2 separate regions of the Mus musculus genome follow, and region 2 is linked to region 1. A link is a contact called in public HiChIP or PLAC-seq data. All regions are on one chromosome and are shown on one strand. The core of a region is the stretch at or near the end of the contact, and the rest is flanking DNA. Distances in the headings are between cores, read along the strand shown. Region 1 overlaps Pde4b (phosphodiesterase 4B, cAMP specific). Region 2 has its middle 38 kb from the start of Gm24869.

The links. HiChIP or PLAC-seq counts read pairs in DNA pulled down with a chosen protein or histone mark.
Region 2: a contact with region 1 is called in an H3K27ac HiChIP or PLAC-seq map of T-cell acute lymphoblastic leukemia, with 3 times the contacts expected there. The contact joins two enhancer-like sites. A contact is called at or near these places in 2 of 15 datasets of contacts at CTCF or cohesin (large pre-B cells and pro-B cells), 2 of 484 Hi-C or Micro-C datasets (bone marrow-derived macrophages and group 2 innate lymphoid cells) and 3 of 115 datasets of contacts at active chromatin or transcription factors (T-cell acute lymphoblastic leukemia, a beta-TC-6 cell line and large pre-B cells).

The regions. Positions count from the first base shown.
Region 1 is chr4:102,503,334-102,510,875 of GRCm38.p6, reverse strand. It overlaps Pde4b (phosphodiesterase 4B, cAMP specific), which reads right to left. Exons shown (of 15, transcript NM_019840.2): 5 at 4,834-4,883. Gm52668 (a long non-coding RNA gene) reads left to right here. Exons shown (of 3, transcript XR_003955083.1): 3 at 549-2,667. Among named protein-coding and RNA genes, the nearest start is that of Gm52668, 8.4 kb to the left of the region's middle. Within about 2 kb of position 3,830, at least 124 of the 459 cell types and tissues checked have an H3K27ac peak or open chromatin away from gene starts, as enhancers often do. A contact at or near this core is called in T-cell acute lymphoblastic leukemia, where this site is marked.
Region 2 is chr4:102,695,856-102,702,696 of GRCm38.p6, reverse strand. No RefSeq gene overlaps it. Among named protein-coding and RNA genes, the nearest start is that of Gm24869, 38 kb to the left of the region's middle. Within about 2 kb of position 4,501, at least 8 of the 459 cell types and tissues checked have an H3K27ac peak or open chromatin away from gene starts, as enhancers often do. A contact at or near this core is called in T-cell acute lymphoblastic leukemia, where this site is marked.

The sequences.
Region 1 (7,542 bases), core at 2,581-5,080:
ATTCTGAACAAGGGAACGTGGCCACTAATAAGCAAGACCTTATTTTTAGCTGTGTTTGCTCAAGGGAACAGTTTTTACCATTCTCACTTTAGCTGCCTTACTAATGATTTTGCAGTTAGCCATCCTTAAATTTAGACATATATGAAATCATTGCAAATCATTGCAGGCAGTTCAGCGTCCATGTTCTGGGGTAAATGTTTATAGGATGGCTATTTTAGACAAAACAGGCTCTTTCAAACCATTTGGGGCACTATCTTGAGAATTTCCCAGCTTTTCTGGTATAGTTCTATTTTATGACTTCTATTTGTATATAAAGGCTCTTTATATATGGGTGTAACTGAGCCGATTGTCCCAGAATTCCAGGTTACACACATCATACCGAACACTGAAGAAAATGTCTGCTATTTTTATTTTTCCCCTTTTCTTTTTTGTAATTTCCTTCGGGACCTCCTTTGTCCTGAGTGGCCAGGGTCTTTGATAAGATGGTTGATCTTATTTCTGTTTGCCCGTGTGTTGTAATCCTGCCTGACTGTTCTTGCTTAATGCAGAAACGAAGTAAAGGTTCAGCTTGTGCTGGCCTCCCTCTCCAGTCATCTGCCACGGATCAGTTTTCAAGCCTGAGCCATGGTCCTCAGAGAGACCTCTGCCCATATACAGCCGTCCCGCTCACATCCCAGGCCTGGCAGTTCTAGCAAAGCCTTGACTTTTCTGAGCTGTTCAGGGTCAGAGACCATGTACTGAGCCCCTGTTCTATTTCTTGAGCAAAATGTGCATCTGGCACATCTACTTGAATCTCAGAAATAGTCAAAGCTAAGTGAAGATGAGTGAGGAGTCATGTGGAGAAACAGGCTTCCTGAAAGGAGGTCTCTTCTACTCTTCATCAGTTGTATCATCATTCCTTCCAGAGTGGCCCTGAAGTGATGCTAGAAGACATGGCCTCCCTGGAGCTTGGGAAAAACCTTAATTAAGGCTGCTGTTGAGATAGGTCAGCACATTTTGTGCTTTACTGGAAGACTTCTGCTTCCTCATCCTATTTCTCCAAATACATTCTTTCCTTGAAATATATTTTAATTGACTCATGTTGGAAATCACTACAGTTAATGCTACAGACACCCAAGCTGTAGTCTGCGGTAGTCTGGCTTGGAGATCTCCGGGCAGCTCTTCAGATATCTCATCGACATGGTTGGCTGCCATTTTGGATGATCCATGAACTTCTGGGTTACTTTAAAAACAGCTCTATTACAAGTGGTGATAGTCATGATTTGCACCAATGGCTCTTAGTAAATTTTAGATGAAATAGTATGATAGAATACCCTACTCCACACGTTATTCTGGCTGCCACAAAATTCTATACTTGATGTATATATTGTTGTAAATTAAGTCATTTATGAGACTCAGAGGTGAGAGTTTCTAAAAAAAAATATGTTTCTAATCTTTTTGTGTAGGAAAAAAAATTCCTTCTGCAAACGCAGTGATCACCTAGCGATTTATTTTCTTAGTAGGTTCTCTCATGACATAGTCAAAAAAAGCGTAAATGAGATATATGCCCGAGCACAGGAATAAGGGTATGGGGAAAGCCTGGCAGTGGTTACATAACCGCACATATGTATACAAGTTGATTTGTTTCAATTATTTGATTTGGTTTTTCCTTTGGGAAATCTTGAGTTTTCAGTCTTCCATGTTGAATATGTCCAGGTGAAAGAATTCAAGTTCCTGCCTTGTTTTAGACTTAATTTTCTTTTTATTATATTATTTTCCTTTCTTTTTCACTCCTACACAGAAAATAAAACCCCAAGACTTTACTAATTCAAAAGAAAGTGATGCTGGTCTCCAAGTGGAGCGGCTCATAACCTAGGATTTTTACTGCCCTCACGAGGCTTCACTGTGACCTCCCAAATCTTCGCACTCAGGCTTTGGAGCTGCTCTCTGCCCATTTAGTCCTCCATCTTTGAATGGTGGCTTCCCTACTTTGTCAGCAAAATGTCACCTTCTTAGGTTTCATCCTTTCTTATTCAAAACTGCATGAACACATTGGCATACGTAAGGCCCCAACACCTTCTAATTTCAGTAGAGTAAGTGATAAAAACTCTGAAGAAAGAAACAGAAGCGCAGAAGTAAACACTTCCTTCAGACGCAGAAACTGGCTTATTATTATATTTTATCTTTATGAGCACATTCTTTCAAATACAGTCCAACCTTTACGTAGTCCTGGCCAGTTTGGCATTGACTCTGTTCCGGCCGTGTAGACATAATTTACCATACTATAAAGACAAAGAGATGAGAAAGATGTGGTCTCACCCCCAGGAACCCAGGATCCAGTGGGACAGACACACCACTGGGGAACCATTGTGTACCCCAGAATTAAGTTCTCGACAAAATAGGAACAATCATGCTAAAAACACAAGTTGTCATTTCAAAGACAAGACTTTCCTATTGCTCCCCAAAAGCTGAGAATCTGGTCCAGCAGAGAGAAGAGCTGACTCTGATTGAGAGATTTCATCACCCAGTGACTCGAGGTAAGTTTAGAAACTTCAACCAGATTGGAAGAATTCATTGGAATTGAAGAATCACATTTCATTTACATGAATGAAGAAGCAGCAGAAGAAGAAGGAGTAGAAGAGGAAGAGAAGGAGCGTGAAGAGAAGAAAAAGTAGGAGGGAGAAAAGTATGGGAGGAGAAGAGGAGGGAGAGAGGAGAACAAGGGGGTGGGGAACAAGGAGAGGAAGATGCTGCAGGGAGCCATCTTTTGCCATCTGGCTTCTCCTGTTTGCTTCCATTGTTGAATATGTTCAAACTATTATCTTGTACGTTTTTTCCTCTTTAGATTTATTTATTTATTATGTATACAGCATTCTGCCTGCATGTATGCCTGCAGGCCAGAAGAGGGCACCAGATCCTGTTACAGAGGGTTGTGAGCTACCATGTGGTTGATGGGAATTGAACTCAGAACCTCTGGAAGAGCAGACAGTGTCCTCTTAAACTCTGAGCTGTTTTTCCAGCCAGCGTCCTGTACTTGTTAAACCTTCTATTTCTATCAAAATGTACAAGTTCAAATTAAGTACTTCTAAATGCACACCTGATTTTCTTTCATAAATTTTCAATAAAAAACCTTATGTTCTAAAGCAGTGCTCCAGTGCTCCATGCTGCTCACTCAAAGCCGTGTGTTTTTCATTCCCCTTTAAAGTTTCTATTTAAACATGCCTCTTTGTCATATGCTGATAAATATTAAAATAACAGGAAAAATCTGCCCGACTTATTTCAGCTGATAATAAGAACAAAACACGGGATGTGTGTCTCCTCTGTCCTCTTCTGCCTGTGGTTTACCGTTGAGAAGATTCCGAAACCAGTAATTACGTAATAATTAGTACCACCACAGTCTCTTTCCAGAGAAAACCGAGGATTGTTGTAGTTTGCCACAAAGACCGACAAAAACAAATTGCCTTAAGGGGCATCCTTACATCTTAGCTCCATTGTTTCAAAGGCACTTAAGAAAGCTCCCGATGCCAAGCTGTAGTCAATGTGCCAATAATCATAAAACATCTTTCAGTGTTTTTGCTAATGAGTTAGTTTATAGAACCCTAAGTGCCATACACCCTCCTGGTATATGCTCATATTTATTACAAGAAACAGGAAATGTATTCTAAATATTCAAATTGGTATCAGAAACATGTTGGTAGAATTGCAAACAAAGCCACCACGTGGGCAGGCCAATAAGATGAAACAACAGGCGGTTCAAAACAGCTCCTTTGATCTCCTCAGCGTCTAGCACAGCTACACACTAAGACGCTACTCTGTTTCTTTTTATACCTAACGGAAGTGGCCCATCAGCATGCCGAGGTTTTGAAGTCTGTGGGCAGAACACTGTTTCCTTCTTTCTAGCTCATATCACAGGACTCCACCTTGCCTCATGTCTTTCTTTCACTTTTTTCCTACATCTTTTTCCTTCTAAAAGTTTTAAAAGCATATTCTGTAAGTGCTTCAGAAGCCGATGAGGAAATGGAATGCACTGCCTTTGTTCCCTTCGTTCAGAGGTTAGTAATTTATGACACTTCTGAGATCCTTATGGCCGTCATACTAACAGAACACAACATCTGAGGAGGAAGTACCCGGACTAGCACTGTTAGATATCAGAGGGCCATGCCGAGTGTATCTTCGTCCCCTGCTATAAGAATGGGACAGGGTCAAGGGAGAGGAATTCATGGACCTCATCAAAGTCACCTAAGTGGTTGTATGTGACAAATACATGTTGGACATATCTCTCTGGTGTTCCTCCAAGGTGGCCCTCCTTCTCAATGGACTTCGATACACAGGAAGAGCAGATGCTCGTAACTGAAAGATGAGAGGAATGAAGCTGGATGACATCCAAGAGAAACTCTTTGTGAGCTAGAAAGAACCTTTGGTTTCACACCTGGCTAGGATGCGGAGCAACTTGTAGCTAGAGCTGATGCTAAGAGGAAACCCTTTAATGTGCCTTGGGGACCTTGGGCTAATGTGGACACCCTGTGGGGGAATGTTTGAGGTTAGCACTCCAGGAGTTCACTGGGGGTTCAGCAAGCTAAGGTCAAGTTGCACTCTTGACATACATACAGCTGCCTCCTCTTCTGGATGCGGCAGGACCACACATTTAATTGTGAAGCCCTAGGCACACAGTGGGCACTTTGTTTCTAAGTATTTTTAGTTGGGCTTCACTTGGGGTGATGGGACACTGTTGAAAAAAGGTCACCAAGTGACTTGCTTCTGAGGGTTACAGTGTGCATATAAACGCTGTTATTCTAATAACAGTCTCGAATAATTGCTTCAGAATGTAGAGATGGATCTCTGGAGGAGGCCTACCTTGCAGGCTGACTCTGGAGACTGGAGCCTGACTAGCCGCTGGTGACCTCCTGTGGAGAAGCAGAAAAAGAGGCTGAGTATGCATTGAAAAGCACCCCCACCCTACCACAATCCCTGATGCCCCAGGAGATTTTCAGGGCTTAATGAGTTATCCAGTGACATAAGGCTATCACCGGAAGGCCGGCTCCTGTAATATGGGTAGACGATTGCAATTCTCTCATATCCAGATGGCCTGGAATTTCCCTCTGCACAGCATCAGGATGCAACAACTCCCCAGGAAGGAAGTTGTTTACCTCAGGTCCACTGCCAACCCCTCCACTTCAGGTTTTCTGATAGAGCCTCTCAGAAAAAAAAAAACAAAAAACAACAAACAAACAAACAAACAAAAAACCCACCACCACCACCACCAACAACAACAACAGCATCAAAACTGTTACTTAGGTCTCAATTCAGAAGTCAACATGAATCCCAGTTCTTGGAGGACAGAAGGCCACAGCCAGAGGAACACTTAGAGATGTGTCAGTTCAGGACCTACATTATCTGCACCTCAGGAAACCGAGATGTTTGAGAGGACAAATCATTTGATAAATACCACACCCAGCAACTAGCCCACAGCGATCCTGGTTTCTTCACTGGAGGCACTGGCTCTTCATGGAGAAATGAGGTGTTATTTTTCACCATCTCCTTACACCAAGAGGCAAACGAAACAAACCAACCAACCCGTATTCCACTAAGAGTGCAACGCCCCTTATTTGCATGTGTTTGTGCACATGTGTGCAGATGTGCTTGACCGTGTAGGTATGGGTGAAAGCAGGGGTCTCTCACTGAAGCTGGCAATTGTCTTTTCGGCTAGGTTCACTGGCCAGCAAGTCTCTGGAATCTGTCTCTGCCCCTCGGGGCTAAAGCTAGGAGAATGTGTTATCTCGTAGGCTTTTCATACTAGCTTTTCTCTCTTGTTTCCTGTCAGTCCCTAGTCCTTTGCTGGTCTCATCTTCCTTCTGGTGCTTGGCAGAATTTCTCCATCAGACTCTCGCAGATTCCCAGTGCATTGCTGGAGGCCCTCCCTGTGCAAGTATACAACAGTGACCTCTAACTTCAGAGTGCATCAGAGTCATCTACCAGACATATTAGAAGATTTTGCTCCAGCCTGCCTCTGGTCTTCTGATTTAGTAGACAAGAAGCAGCCCTGTCTCTGGGGTTTCAAAGCAGTGACCTGCAGTTACCCTTGCCTATGGGATCCCATGCAGTGACCCTCAGGGGAGAGAGAGATCTGTATTTCTAGCAAGCTCTCAGATGCTACCAACACTGGTGGTCTCAGATGCCCCTTCAGAAGCCCTGACAGTAGTCTGTGCCACTTTCCCACACAGGATGTTGTTGATGGTCAAGAAAGAGATGCAGGCCAGTAGTTATGAGTATAAGTGTCCTGACATGAGTGACGATATCCTAAAGACAGACACTTGTACCCATCCCTTTGACTATTAGACTGATGAGACAATGGACCCCAAGACATTAGGATTTTCCCCAGTGGAAAGAGAAAAAAAGATCCATGCAGTGCTGAGGACTCGTCAGACCTGGAGCTGAGATGGATAGATCAGTCATAGGCAGGACCATAGATAGCTTGAGCAGAACTCTTTAGTTATGGGCCCCTCTTGCCTTCTATTCAACCTAACATTCTGGTCCAGAGCCTGAAGATGGTCTTGTGTATGTGTGGGGGAGGAGGGTGCCACTGAGTTGCTTCCCAGTGCTGCTCTATTGAATAAATCTCCGTTTTCTGTTGTCTCTTTAATTGTTGTGTCGAGAATGTATAGCATGCTACTCAGCCAGGGCCCAGACTTTGAGTCTAACAAGCTCTGGTATCATAAGCAAGCATCAGCCTCACTCTGGGAGATATTTCATAAATACCTTTCCCACCTCTGAAGAGTTCGTTTTCATATGTCTGGTGCAGGGCCTAAGGATCTGCACTTTAAAGTCCTCTTTGGATCCCCATGCATAGGCAGGTCTGAGGGAGAGGCCAAATTCTAAATGATGGAGAAAAGCATGCAAGGCCATTGCTGAGGAAGGCTCTGCTTGCTGGGTGGCCACAATTGTGACTTCTCTCCAGATATTTCTTTCCCTGGGATAAGAGAACCTGTATGTAGTGCTTTTTGTGTAGCTGCAGGTCCATGGACAGGTTTCCATAGCTACCACCAGTGGCCCTACTGGGTGATGCTGAGCAATATTTTCTTTGGCATCTGATTCTCATGTGCGATGGAGTAGGGGAATCCTCATGCCAAGATTGCTGTTCTCTGTTGGACACCGTGCTTGACATTTCTCAGTTCCCTCCCGAGGGAGTGTTATCATTTAACTTTAGGGAGCAGGAGACTGGAGAAACCCGCTACAGCACACATGGTGGTTTCCAACTGGCAGGGAAATATTCAAAGCCAAGTCTTTCTGAATCCGAAGTGCTAAAACCTTTACTTTCATTATACCATCCACTGAATACTTCTGCACTAGTCCTGAGAGCTGGGGTTTTGTTTGTTTGTTGTTGTTGTTGTTTCAAGGAAATTGAAGGATTTCATTCCAAATTCTTCAGCCTGGCACACAAAGCCTTTTTAGCTTTCTGTCCTCACCGTCCATCTCTAGTTTATCACTAGACTTCCTCGGTGCCTGACAGTTCATCTCAGACCACAGACTGGCTGTGTGCTCTCATGCATTTCCTACTTCTCCCTT
Region 2 (6,841 bases), core at 3,252-5,751, 190 kb before region 1:
GCAGAGTTCTATCAGACCTTCAAAGAAGATCTAATTCCAGTTCTGCACAAACTATTTCACAAAATAGAAGTAGAAGGTACTCTACCCAACTCATTTTATGAAGCCACTATTACTCTGATACCTAAACCACAGAAAGACCCAACAAAGATAGAGAACTTCAGACCAATTTCTCTTATGAATATCGATGCAAAAATCCTCAATAAAATTCTCGCTAACCGAATCCAAGAACACATTAAAGCAATCATCCATCCTGACCAAGTAGGTTTTATTCCAGGGATGCAGGGATGGTTTAATATACGAAAATCCATCAATGTAATCCATTATATAAACAAACTCAAAGACAAAAACCACATGATCATCTCATTAGATGCAGAAAAAGCATTTGACAAGATCCAACACCCATTCATGATAAAAGTTTTGGAAAGATAAGGAATTCAAGGCTCATACCTAAACATGATAAAAGCAATCTACAGCAAACCAGTAGCCAACATCAAAGTAAATGGAGAGAAGCTGGAAGCAATCCCACTAAAATCAGGGACTAGACAAGGCTGCCCACTTTCTCCCTACCTTTTCAACATAGTACTTGAAGTATTAGCCAGAGCAATTCGACAACAAAAGGAGATCAAGGGGATACAAATTGGAAAAGAGGAAGTCAAAATATCACTTTTTGCAGATGATATGATAGTATATATAAGTGACCCTAAAAATTCCACCAGAGATCTCCTAAACCTGATAAACAGCTTCGTTGAAGTAGCTGGATATAAAATAAACTCAAACAAGTCAATGGCCTTTCTCTATACAAAGAATAAACAGGCTGAGAAAGAAATTAGGGAAACAACACCCTTCTCAATAGTCACAAATAATATAAAATATCTTGGCGTTGCTCTAACTAAGGAAGTGAAAGATCTGTATGATGAAAACTTCAAATCTCTGAAGAAAGAAATTAAGGAAGATCTCAGAAGATGGAAAGATCTCCCATGCTCATGGATTGGCAGGATCAACATTGTAAAAATGGCTATCTTGCCAAAAGCAATCTACAGATTCAATGCAATCCCCATCAAAATTCCAACTCAATTCTTCAACGAATTGGAAGGAGCAATTTGCAAATTTGTCTGGAATAACAAAAAACCTAGGATAGCAAAAAGTCTTCTCAAGGATAAAAGAACTTCTGGCGGAATCACCATGCCAGACCTAAAGCTTTACTACAGAGCAATTGTGATAAAAACTGCATGGTACTGGTATAGAGACAGACAAGTAGACCAATGGAATAGAATTGAAGACCCAAAATGAACCCACACACCTATGGTCACTTGATCTTCGACAAGGGAGCTAAAACCATCCAGTGGAAGAAAGACAGCATTTTCAACAATTGGTGCTGGCACAACTGGTTGTTATCGTGTAGAAGAATGCGAATCGATCCATACTTATCTCCTTGTACTAAGGTCAAATCTAAGTGGATCAAGGAACTTCACATAAAACCAGAGACACTGAAACTTATAGAGGAGAAAGTGGGGAAAAGCCTTGAAGATATGGGCACAGGGGAAAAATTCCTGAACAGAACAGCAATGGCTTGTGCTGTAAGATCGAGAATTGACAAATGGGACCTAATGAAACTCCAAAGTTTCTGCAAGGCAAAAGACACCGTCAATAAGACAAAAAGACCACCAACAGATTGGGAAAGGATCTTTACCTATCCTAAATCAGATAGGGGACTAATATCCAACATATATAAAGAACTCAAGAAGGTGGACTTCAGAAAATCAAATAACCCCATTAAAAAATGGGGCTCAGAACTGAACAAAGAATTCTCACCTGAGGAATACCGAATGGCAGAGAAGCACCTGAAAAAATGTTCAACATCCTTAATCATTAGGGAAATGCAAATCAAAACAACCCTGAGATTCCACCTCACACCAGTCAGAATGGCTAAGATCAAAAATTCAGGTGATAGCAGATGCTGGCGTGGATGTGGAGAAAGAGGAACACTCCTCCATTGTTGGTGGGAGTGCAGGCTTGTACAACCACTCTGGAAATCAGTCTGGCGGTTCCTCAGAAAACTGGACATAGTACTACCGGAGGATCCAGCAATACCTCTCCTGGGCATATATCCAGAAGATGCCCCAACTGGTAAGAAGGACACATGCTCCACTATGTTCATAGCAGCCTTATTTATAATAGCCAGAAGCTGGAAAGAACCTAGATGCCCCTCAACAGAAGAATGGATACAGAAAATGTGGTACATCTACACAATGGAGTACTACTCAGCTATTAAAAAGAATGAATTTATGAAATTCCTAGCCAAATGGATGGACCTGGAGGGCATTATCCTGAGTGAGGTAACACATTCACAAAGAAACTCACACAATATGTACTCACTGATAAGTGGATATTAGCCCCAAACCTAGGATACCCAAGATATAAGATATAATTTGCTAAACACATGAAACTCAAGAAGAATGAAGCCTGAAGTGTGGACACTATGCCCCTCCTTAGATTTGGGAACAAAACACCCATGGAAGGAGTCACAGAGACAAAGTTTGGAGCTGAGATGAAAGGATGGACCATGTAGAGACTGCCATATCCAGGGATCCACCCCATAATCAGCATCCAAACGCTGACACCATTGCATACACTAGCAAGATTTTATTGAAAGGACCCAGATGTAGCTGTCTCTTGTGAGACTATGCCGGGGCCTAGCAAACACAGAAGTGGATGCTCATAGTCAGCTAATGGATGGATCATAGGGCTCCCAATGGAGGAGCTAGAGAAAGTAGCCAAGGAACTAAAGGGATCTGCAACCCTATAGGTGGAACAACATTATGAACTAACCAGTACCCCGGAGCTCTTGACTCTAGCTGCATATATATCAAAAGATGGCCTAGTCGGCCATCACTGGAAAGAGAGGCCCATTGGACTTGCAAACTTTATACGCCCCAGTACAGGGAACACCAGGGCCAAAAAGGGGGAGTGGGTGGGCAGGGGAGTGGGGGTGGGTGGATATGGGGGACTTTTGGTATAGCATTGGAAATGTAAATGAGCTAAATACCTAATAAAAAAAAAAGAAAAAAAATAATATAAAGAATGAAAAACTTAAGTCACTTATCAAATGTTAAATATCCACTTCAAGTTTTAATATTAGAGTTTAAATGGGGGCAAGTTTGATATTGAAGTTATGAAGTATATAGATGTATCTTACAATTATTGACATAAATACATTTAATTCCCACAATAACATCACTAAGCATGTTTATTTTACAGGGAAGAATCTGAGGCTCAGTTTTAGAGATGTAGCCATGGTCACTTAGCATTATGGTTGGCTGGTTGTGGTGTCAACTTGACTGGAGTTATAGATGTCTAGGACAGGTTAAAAACACCTCTGCTGTGTATGTTGAGGATTTCCCAGAAAAGATTGGCATATGAAACATCTGCTATAAATATGGGTAGTATAATCCAACAGATCCGCAGGCAGGAGAGAAAGAAGTTGGGGAAGAAAGGCCTCACGATGAAGGAAGTCCCTTTTATTTTCCAAGCAAATATCCCCATTGCTGTTTGCCATTTTCCTTAGACACCTAACTCCAGCTTCATGCCAGCTTCCATGGCCTTTCAATGTGGCTCCAATGTCAATGGCTCCCAAGTAAACCCCAGGCCTTCAGTGCACATTGAGACTTCTGAGGGAATCCAGTTTCTTGGATTCAATAGCTACTGAGTGGTTGGATGTTTCATTTGTAGGCAGCCGTTGGGGGACTATGCAATCCCTATCATGTAAACCAACTTCATAATCGTCTCCTCTCTCTAGTATGATATATTCCATTTCTTTACATAGGTATATTTTTCATTTAGTGATGAGAATTGACTTCTTGTCTTATCACACACACACACAATTACACATATACCTATAGGTTTCATGTACATGTGCATATACACACAGATACATGCAAACACACAACACACACACACAGGAAGAGAGAGAGAGAGAGAGAGAGAGAGAGAGAGAGAGAGAGAGAGAGATATGAAGTGTTGGATCAGCTTCTTTCTGGGTTCTTAATCCTTGGAATCTGTCAGTTATATGCATTGGGAGGAAGGGTCTGCTAACCTGAAGGGCCTTTGTCGGTCCTATGATTTATGTTGGTGTTTGGCTTGTATTGGACAAATGTTGAATGTCCATCACAACTGTTGTCACATCTTTATGTACCTAGGGCCTTTGTTAGTCACCCTTATCATTGCCGTTTATGATCTCTGTGGGTTTTCTCACCCTCTTGGGACTCCCAAGATGGAGCCCCTTGATCTGGTCCATGGGTCAGCCAACCGGGTCTGCAAAAGAGAGAGTGGGGACGTAGGGGCAAGAGACGCGAAGAATGGAGACAACACAGGCTATCTGCTCAAGGTTCAAGGCTCAAGGCTCAAGTATCATTTATTGAAAGGCAGCTATGGGTATATATGTACTCACTGGGGTATGCAGCTGGAGACACTTAACCACAAGTCCAGGATGTATAGGAGAAAAACAAGATGTTATCAGAGTGTGTTCAGTTGTGGTAGGCTTCTTGCAAAAACATCATGCTAGGAAAACAAGTCTCTTGTTAGGGTGGAAAATTTCCACCTGTAAGTAAATAGCCCGAGATGGCTGTAGAGATGATAGCGGATTTCTGCTAAGAGTCGGCGGCTCCTAATAGCCCCTGGTGTGGCAAATGCTGTAGCTGGGGGGTTTCTCAAGTCCATGGGGGTGTGTGGGAAGTAAACCCCTAAGATCTATAGAGGTGGAAATTTTGTCTTTGTACTTTCAACATCTATGTGTTAATCAACCTGCTGGGAGCATGTGTTAGGCTATAACATTGAGTGGCAGATAGGGGGCTCTACAGGTTGGGCTACCCACTGATGTCAAACTTCAGTTGATGAGATCTGTTCCCAACCACTGAGAGTGGGGCTTTGCTCATCACACATGAAGCAAGCCTCCTGCAATCTACACTTTCCAGCTGATCATTGTCCCAGCATGCCCTATCCCCTCCAAAGCTGCCTGTCATGGCCACCTCGCCCTGGGGGAGCGAGCATGTTAAAGTCAGGCTACCAGACTGGTTATTCTTTATCCATAAGCCCTCAAGGTGGCTGAGTCTTAAAAAGGACCCCTCTCTCGACAGTGCCCAGCCACTACTCTCCAAATCATAGTGACAAAATGAGGTTGCTCAGCACTGTTGGTCCGTCTGCTGGAGGGACACTGTCTCAAGAAAACCTGCGAGTAGATTTGAGGTTTGTCCTAAGAGTAAGATTGATGTCTCTCCAGGGCCAGGGGATCTGTTTTGGATGGGGCTTTTCGCTTGCCCTCCTTGCACACGGAGCTGAGCAGTAGAAACTGTGCTCAGCCATATTGTTCATTTTTCCAACAGTCTCTTGTCCCCCTCACGAGTTTCCACAGCGCTTTCTCCCTTTTCTTTCTAGAATACCCTAATATTTCTTATACTGCTTTTTAAAAACCTGGATACCAAAGATGGAATTTGTACTCTTCCACATTACCTGAAAGCTAATCTCCTTCTATATTTCTATTATTTTGCAATAAAAAGTTACCCTTTTCCTGATGAACGTGACTTGAAATGTATGCACAATTGGTTCTAACTCATAAAATAGTCAGTTACTCTTTGTTCAGTTCTGAGCCCCATTTTTTAATGGGGTTATTTGATTTTCTGAAGTTCACCTTCTTGAGTTCTTTATATATGTTGGATATTAGTCCCCTATCTGATTTAGGATAGGTAAAGATCCTTTCCCAATCTGTTGGTGGTCTCTTTGTCTTATTGACGGTGTCTTTTGCCTTGCAGAAACTTTGGAGTTTCATTAGGTCCCATTTGTCAATTCTCGATCTTACAGCACAAGCCATTGCTGTTCTGTTCAGGAATTTTTCCCCTGTGCCCATATCTTCAAGGCTTTCCCCCACTTTCTCCTCTATAAGTTTCAGTGTCTCTGGTTTTATGTGAAGTTCTTTGATCCATTTAGATTTGACCTTAGTACAAGGAGATAAGTATAGATCGATTCACATTCTTCTACATGATAACAACCAGATGTGCCAGCACTAATTGTTGAAAATGCTGTCTTTCTTCCACTGGATGGTTTTAGCTCCCTTGTCGAAGATCAAGTGACCATAGGTGTGTGGGTTCATTTCTGGGTCTTCAATTCTATTCCATTGGTCTACTTGTCTGTCTCTATACCAGTACCATGCAGTTTTTACCACAATTGCTCTGTAGTAAAGCTTTAGGTCAGGCATGGTGATTCCACCAGAGGTTCTTTTATGGCATCATCCTGAGTGAGGTAACACATTCACAAAGGAACTCACACAATATGTACTCACTGATAAGTGGATATTAGCCCAAAACCTAGGATACCCAAGATATAAGATACAATTTCCTAAACACATGAAACTCAAGAAAAATGAAGACTGAAGTGTGGACACTATGCCCCTCCTTAGAAGTGGGAACAAAACACCCTTGGAAGGAGTTACAGAGACAAAGTTTGGAGCTGAGATGAAAGGATGGACCATGTAGAGACTGCCTTATCCAGGGATCCACCCCATAATCAGCTTCCAAACGCTTACACCATTGCATACACTAGCAAGATTTTATCGAAAGGACCCAGATGTAGCTGTCTCTTGTGAGACTATGCCGGGGCCTAGCAAACACAGAAGTGGATGCCCACAGTCAGCTAATGGATGGATCACAGGGCTCCCAATGGAGGAGCTAGAGAAAGTACCCAAGGAGCTAAAGGGATCTGCAACCCTATAGGTGGATCAACATTATGAACCAACCAGTACCCCGGAGCTCTTGACTCTAGCTGCATATGTATCAAAAGATGGCCTAGTCGG